2 separate regions of the Sus scrofa genome follow, and region 2 is linked to region 1. The links are chromatin contacts, called in public HiChIP or PLAC-seq maps. All regions are on one chromosome and are shown on one strand. Each heading gives the region's core, a stretch centred on a gene start, on an enhancer-like site or on the middle of the called end of the contact. The rest is flanking DNA. Distances are from core to core; before and after follow the strand shown. Region 1 overlaps CCM2L (cerebral cavernous malformations 2 protein-like). Region 2 has its middle 54 kb from the start of NOL4L.

Region 1 (2,714 bases), core at 124-2,623:
TAAGCCCTAATAATAGCAATGCTATTATATTGACGTTGGTGTTAGTAGTTACCTACCTACCTCATGGTAAGTAGCCTGTCTGGCCATGGAAGCCCACATGAAGTTCACAACTAAATTTTAGCCCTTCTATGCAGTTCTCTTGCTTCTTCTCAGGGCTGCTGCTTCTTCTCCTTCTTCCTCTTTGTCTTCTTCCTCTTCTTCTCCTTCTTCTTCTTTTTTGTCTTTTAAGGGCCGCACCCTCAGCATATGGAAGTTCCTAGGCCAGGGGCTGAATCGGTGCTGCAGCTGCTGGCCACAGCCACAGCCACAGCCACGTGGGATCCAAGTTGCGTCTTCGACTCACACCACAGCTCACGGCAATGCCGGCTCCTTCACCCACTCAGCAAGGCCAGGGATCGAACCCGAGTCCTCATGGGTACTAGTCGGGTACGTTGCTGCTGAGCCATGATGGGAAGTCCTCAGGGCTTCTTTCTTTTAGCCTCTGAGGCTGTGCTTACCCCGAATTCTCTCCCACTCCAACCCTGTCTTCGGGTTTCTTTGACTATCCCGGATGTGATGGCTGTCTGTGGAATCTTGAGTACTGCTCTGTGGTCCTTGAGCTGGGAGCCGGGCTATAAGAGAGCTGTGAGGGGCAAGTCCTAGGTCCTCCTCTCAAACTGGGAGCTCCCTGAGGGTCTTCTTACATCTCACCCCCACCTCAACACCTGTTCCAGTGCACACAGGGTAAAGACAAATAAACTGAGTCCGAAAGTGTTCAGTGGGGAAAGGAACAGCATTTATTGAGCATCTATCATGTGCCGGACCCAGCAGGTCTTGCCCTTCAGGGATCCCTATGACCAGCCCCTGTGAGGTGGGTGGGACCAACTCAAGGGTCAGCAGAGGAAATGGGAGGCACCAGGAGGCCAGGACCCCTACCACAGAGGAGGCCTAGGTCTGTCCAGCTCCAAATGCAAGATCTGAACAAGCAGCTTGTTCAGAGCCTTGGGACCAGGACCGGGACACAGATCATCCTCCCGGGGATCCACTCTCAGTAGAAAGAAACTACTTTTCTACCCTGACCATCTAATCTCTGCCATCTGGGAAGATGAGACCCGGATTCAGAGCTTTAAAAATACCCTCTACACTATCTAGTAGAGTCAGTTTGAGGTAACATCTGAGGGGAATCAGGAGACTCCTTCAAGTTCCTTCTCCTTTTGAAGCGGTTTCCTAAACTGTGTAGTAGGAGGAGTAGAGGCCATCAGGCGCTGGGAATTCTTTTCTCAATCGGCCAGCAGGTGGCGCCAACTCTTCATCTATCCCTCGGCCTCCAGAAAGCCACGGAGTCTGGAAGAGGAGCGAGTGCCCGATCCCTCCGGGCTAGTGAGACGAAGCAGTTCGCAGCCCACCCGTGGGCAGAGGGGCTGCTCGGTCCCTGTTAGGGTTCCGCCCTCTGCAGGACATTCTCGGTACTGCAGGGCCCGGAGCCCCAAGGGTAGGGACAGAGACCACCGGAGGGTGGAGCCTTGGGGTTTGAGCAGGGGACCCTGGGGATGGAGTCCCACAGGCCAGAGTGAGCGAGTCGCAGAGGCAGGGTTGCGGGACCACCCTTTCCCCGCCCTTTTCAGGGGCGGCGGCGCAGGCTACAGGTAGTTGTCCTCGGCTGCATCGCCCCCGCCCGGGGACCCCCGGGACTCCTCGTCCGTGCTGTCGTCGTCGTCCGGGGCCAGCGCCTCGATGTCGTGCGTGATGTCGGCCAGCAGCCGGTGGAAGGCCTGCGCCTCGGGCCGCTGGGCCGCGCCATCGTAGCTGCGCACGGCGGACGCCGACGTGGAGCTCATGCTGCGCTTGATGCGGCCGAAGCTGTCGGTGAGGATGCCACCCTCGCGGATGCCCACACCCTCCAGGAAGCCCTCGAAGTAGCCGATGTCCTGGTCCGGGATGAAGGGCCGCATCCCTGTGGGCCGGGGAGCAGGGTGAGTCCTCGGGGGTCAACCCTTCCTTTCTCACGGAGGAACCACCTTCCCTGGAGAGTGGAGTTCAGATCTCCACCTGCCACTTGTGGGCTGGGTGGTCTTGCACGAGTCTCTGAGCCAGAGAATAATGGCATAATGCTCTGCACACAGCAAATGCTCACTGTATGTTAGCTTATTATTGTTATTATTATTGCCTCAGTGGTTACGTTCCCATGTATTAGTTGTGTAACCCTCCTTGAGTAATTACACTGAGCCTTACTTGTCACACCTGTAGCACTGAGACAACCTTTTCTGTTCTCCCGGTAGGGCTGTGAGGATTAAATAAGGTACTTAGCATACACTGAGTGCTCCCTTTGACTTCTGTTTGACTTCTGTCGCTACTTACTAGCTTTGTGACTTATGTACTTTGCTTCTCTAAGCTTGTTTTTTCACCTGCAAAATGAAGGCAAATAATAGTTACAGCTTCCCAGAACCGAGGGCATTCAATGAGATGATCCTTGGCACAGGGTAACCGCCAAATATATGTTAACTTATTAATATCACCAGTCCTGTTGCTGTTATCATCAGCCCTCCTCACTAGCTCTGTGACCGTGGACAAGTTCTGTCCCCTCACGGAGCCTCAGAATTCTCACGGAGTAAAATGGGAAGGATCACTGCTTTGCTGTGAAGGTGAGACGGCTATACCTGTGCTTTCTTTCCCAGCTCAGTGACTGCAGTCACCTCCCCTCCCTGCACCTTGGTTTCCTCCCATGCCTCATTGAT
Region 2 (2,714 bases), core at 99-2,598, 560 kb before region 1:
ATTTTCAGATGTTTAAATTTTTGTCTTTTTTAGGGCCGCACCTGTGGCGTATGTAAGTTCCTGGGCTAAGGGTCGACTCAGAGCTGCAGCTGCAAATCTGTGCCACAGCCACCGCAACAGTGGATCTGAGCTGCATCCATGACCCACACCGCAGTTTGCGGCAACGCCAGATCCTTAACCTACTGAGCGAGGCCAGGGATTGAACTTGCATCCTTATGTATATTAGTCGGGTTCTTAACCCTCTGAGCCACAACAGAAGCTTCCCTCACCTTTATTTTGAAGCTAAGACTTGGAGTTCTCTTATGGCACAGTGGGCTATGGATCTGGTGTTTTCGCTGTAGTGGCATGGGTTCAATCCCTGGCCAGGGGACTTCCACATGCTGTGGGTGTGGCCAAAAATTTTTTAAAAAGCTAAGACTTTAATCCTTATTTTCCCTGTCTTAACACATTTAATCTTGACAACCACTTTATAAAGTAAGCGCTGTCATCAGCTCCATTTTCCAAAGGGTAAACCAAGGCACAGAGAGACAAGTCCTAGCCCAAGGTTCATATCTAGTAAGTGGTGCTGCTGGGATTTGAACCCAGGTTGCTGAGTGAAGGGCTACTGTCATGGCCACTGCACGGTCCACCTTCGCTCTGGGGTCTCCGGAAGCTGCCCACTCAGCAGCCGTGCACTGAAGCTCCTGTCTGAGGGCGAAGCTTCTTGCAAGTGGCTGGTCTCAGGAGCTCTCAGGGGAGCCTGTGGCTTCTATTTCCCAGATGGCCAGGGTGGCCTTCTTCTAGCTCTGAGTCGGGCCCGGGGATGTGCCGTGGGTGCCCTACTGCCCCCAGCTGCGCCGCCAGCAGCCTGGCCCCACCGGAGGCCACGTTAAGACCATGTTATGCTCTCATTTCATCTCACCCTGTTTAGCACCATCCGTAGAGAGCGCCCCGGAGGGGAACCCAGGCTCAGAGAGGGGAAGTAACTTGCCCAGACACACAACCAGGAGACAGTGAGCCTGGGGTTGGAGCCAGGTCATTGGACTCCAGAGCTAGATGTTCAAGACACGAGTTCCCTTGGTAACAAAACAGTGGGCTCCCATGGCCAGGGCAGCGGAGCCACCGTGGGCCACACCCCATCAGGCCCCACTCTCCTCTGCCCAGCGGCCACGCCTGCAGACCCATTCAGCCCCCACGCTGGACAGATATGATCTCGGGTTCCCTGATAATCTCCCTGGGCCTCCCCTTCCCAGCCGCACATGGCCCAACAGTCAGTAGCCTAAAAACAGGCAGATAGGTCACCAGCACTGAGCGCCTCCGTGAGAAGCAGTTGCCATGGTGGCCGCTTGGCCGCGTGGAGCTTTATCTCCACCTCCTGGAGCAGGGCCCCTGGAGCTTCCTCCTTCTGGGGTGCAGACTTTTCACTCTGAGTGGTTTGTTTCTTCCCCTTTAGCTCACTGGTTCCTGGAGATAGAGTTGTTCATCTGTCTGTCCATCTGCGGACTGGGCACCTCTTGTGGGCTGGGCCCCCGCCAGGCTCACTTCTGCAGGCAGCTTGCTGGCCCTCACCTGCCCCAAGGGTGGCCAGGACCTCAGGTGCTTCCAGATCACCTTGGAAGCAAGGGTGCACGCCTGCGAGTGCAGGATCTGTTGGTAGAACAGGACCTGGGTTCAAATCCTACTGCCAATAATTTAATAATAAAGACACAACCCAATTTTTTTTTCTTGTCTGTGCCCTTGGCACAAAGATGTTTCTGGGCCAGGGACTGAAGCCACAGCACAGCAGCAGCCCAAGCGCTGCAGTGACAACGCCAGATCCTTAACCCGCTGCACCACAAGAGAACGCCACGTCTCATTTTTCTTTCTTTCTTTTTTTTTTTTAGGGCCACACCTGTGGCATATGGAAGTTCCCAGGCTAGGGATCAAATCAAAGCTGCAGCTGCCAGCCTATACCACAGCCACAGCAATGCCAGACCCGAGCTGGATCTGCAACCTGTGCGGCAGCTTTCGGCAGTGCCAGATCCTTAACTCACTGAGTGAGGCCAACATCCTCGTGGATACTAGTCGAGTTCTTAACTCCCTGAGTCACAACGGAAATTCCCACGCCCCCCCCCCCCACTTTTTTTTAATGGGCAAAGGACATAGACTTTCTGCAAGGAAGATAAATGGCCAACAAGCAGATGAAAGACGCTTCATGAACATCACCAGCCATCAGGGACAGGCACGTGCAACCCAAACCACACGAGCGACCTTGTCACACCCGCTACGGTGGCTAGAATCCGAAAGACAGAGAATAACACAGGTTGGTGAGAATGTGGAGACACCATGCCCTTCTCTGCCGTTGGCGGGAATGTTAGCGGTGCAGTCATGTTAGAAAAACGCCTGGCAGTTCCTCCAAAGGTTAAACAGAATTACCCCATGACCCGGCAATCCCACTCCCAGCTCTCTACCCCAGAGAAGTGAAACGGTGTGTCCACACCCAAAACTTACACAAACATCACTAGCATTATTTGTAATAGCCAAAAGGTAGAAAGAGCCTAAGTGCTTTTCGACTGAGGAACTAATAAACATAAGATGGAATATGACTTGACCGTGAAAAGGAATGACATAATGAGACACGCTACAGCGCGGATGAGCCTTGAAGATACACTGAGTGAAAGAAGCCGGTCATGATGACCACATAGTGCGTGGATGCATTTGTGTGAATTGTCTAGAACAGGCAAGTCTAGGGAGGG

Evidence for each region. HiChIP or PLAC-seq counts read pairs in DNA pulled down with a chosen protein or histone mark.
Region 2: a contact with region 1 is called in an H3K27ac HiChIP or PLAC-seq map of alveolar macrophages. The contact joins two enhancer-like sites. A contact is called at or near these places in 1 of 47 Hi-C or Micro-C datasets (embryonic fibroblasts) and 1 of 2 datasets of contacts at active chromatin or transcription factors (alveolar macrophages).

Annotation. Positions count from the first base shown.
Region 1 is chr17:35,688,415-35,691,128 of Sscrofa11.1, reverse strand. It overlaps CCM2L (cerebral cavernous malformations 2 protein-like), which reads right to left. Exons shown (of 10, transcript XM_021077713.1): 10 at 754-1,933. Among named protein-coding and RNA genes, the nearest start is that of CCM2L, 19 kb to the right of the region's middle. Within about 2 kb of position 1,373, at least 14 of the 83 cell types and tissues checked have an H3K27ac peak or open chromatin away from gene starts, as enhancers often do. A contact at or near this core is called in alveolar macrophages, where this site is marked.
Region 2 is chr17:36,253,260-36,255,973 of Sscrofa11.1, reverse strand. No RefSeq gene overlaps it. Among named protein-coding and RNA genes, the nearest start is that of NOL4L, 54 kb to the right of the region's middle. Within about 2 kb of position 1,348, at least 5 of the 83 cell types and tissues checked have an H3K27ac peak or open chromatin away from gene starts, as enhancers often do. A contact at or near this core is called in alveolar macrophages, where this site is marked.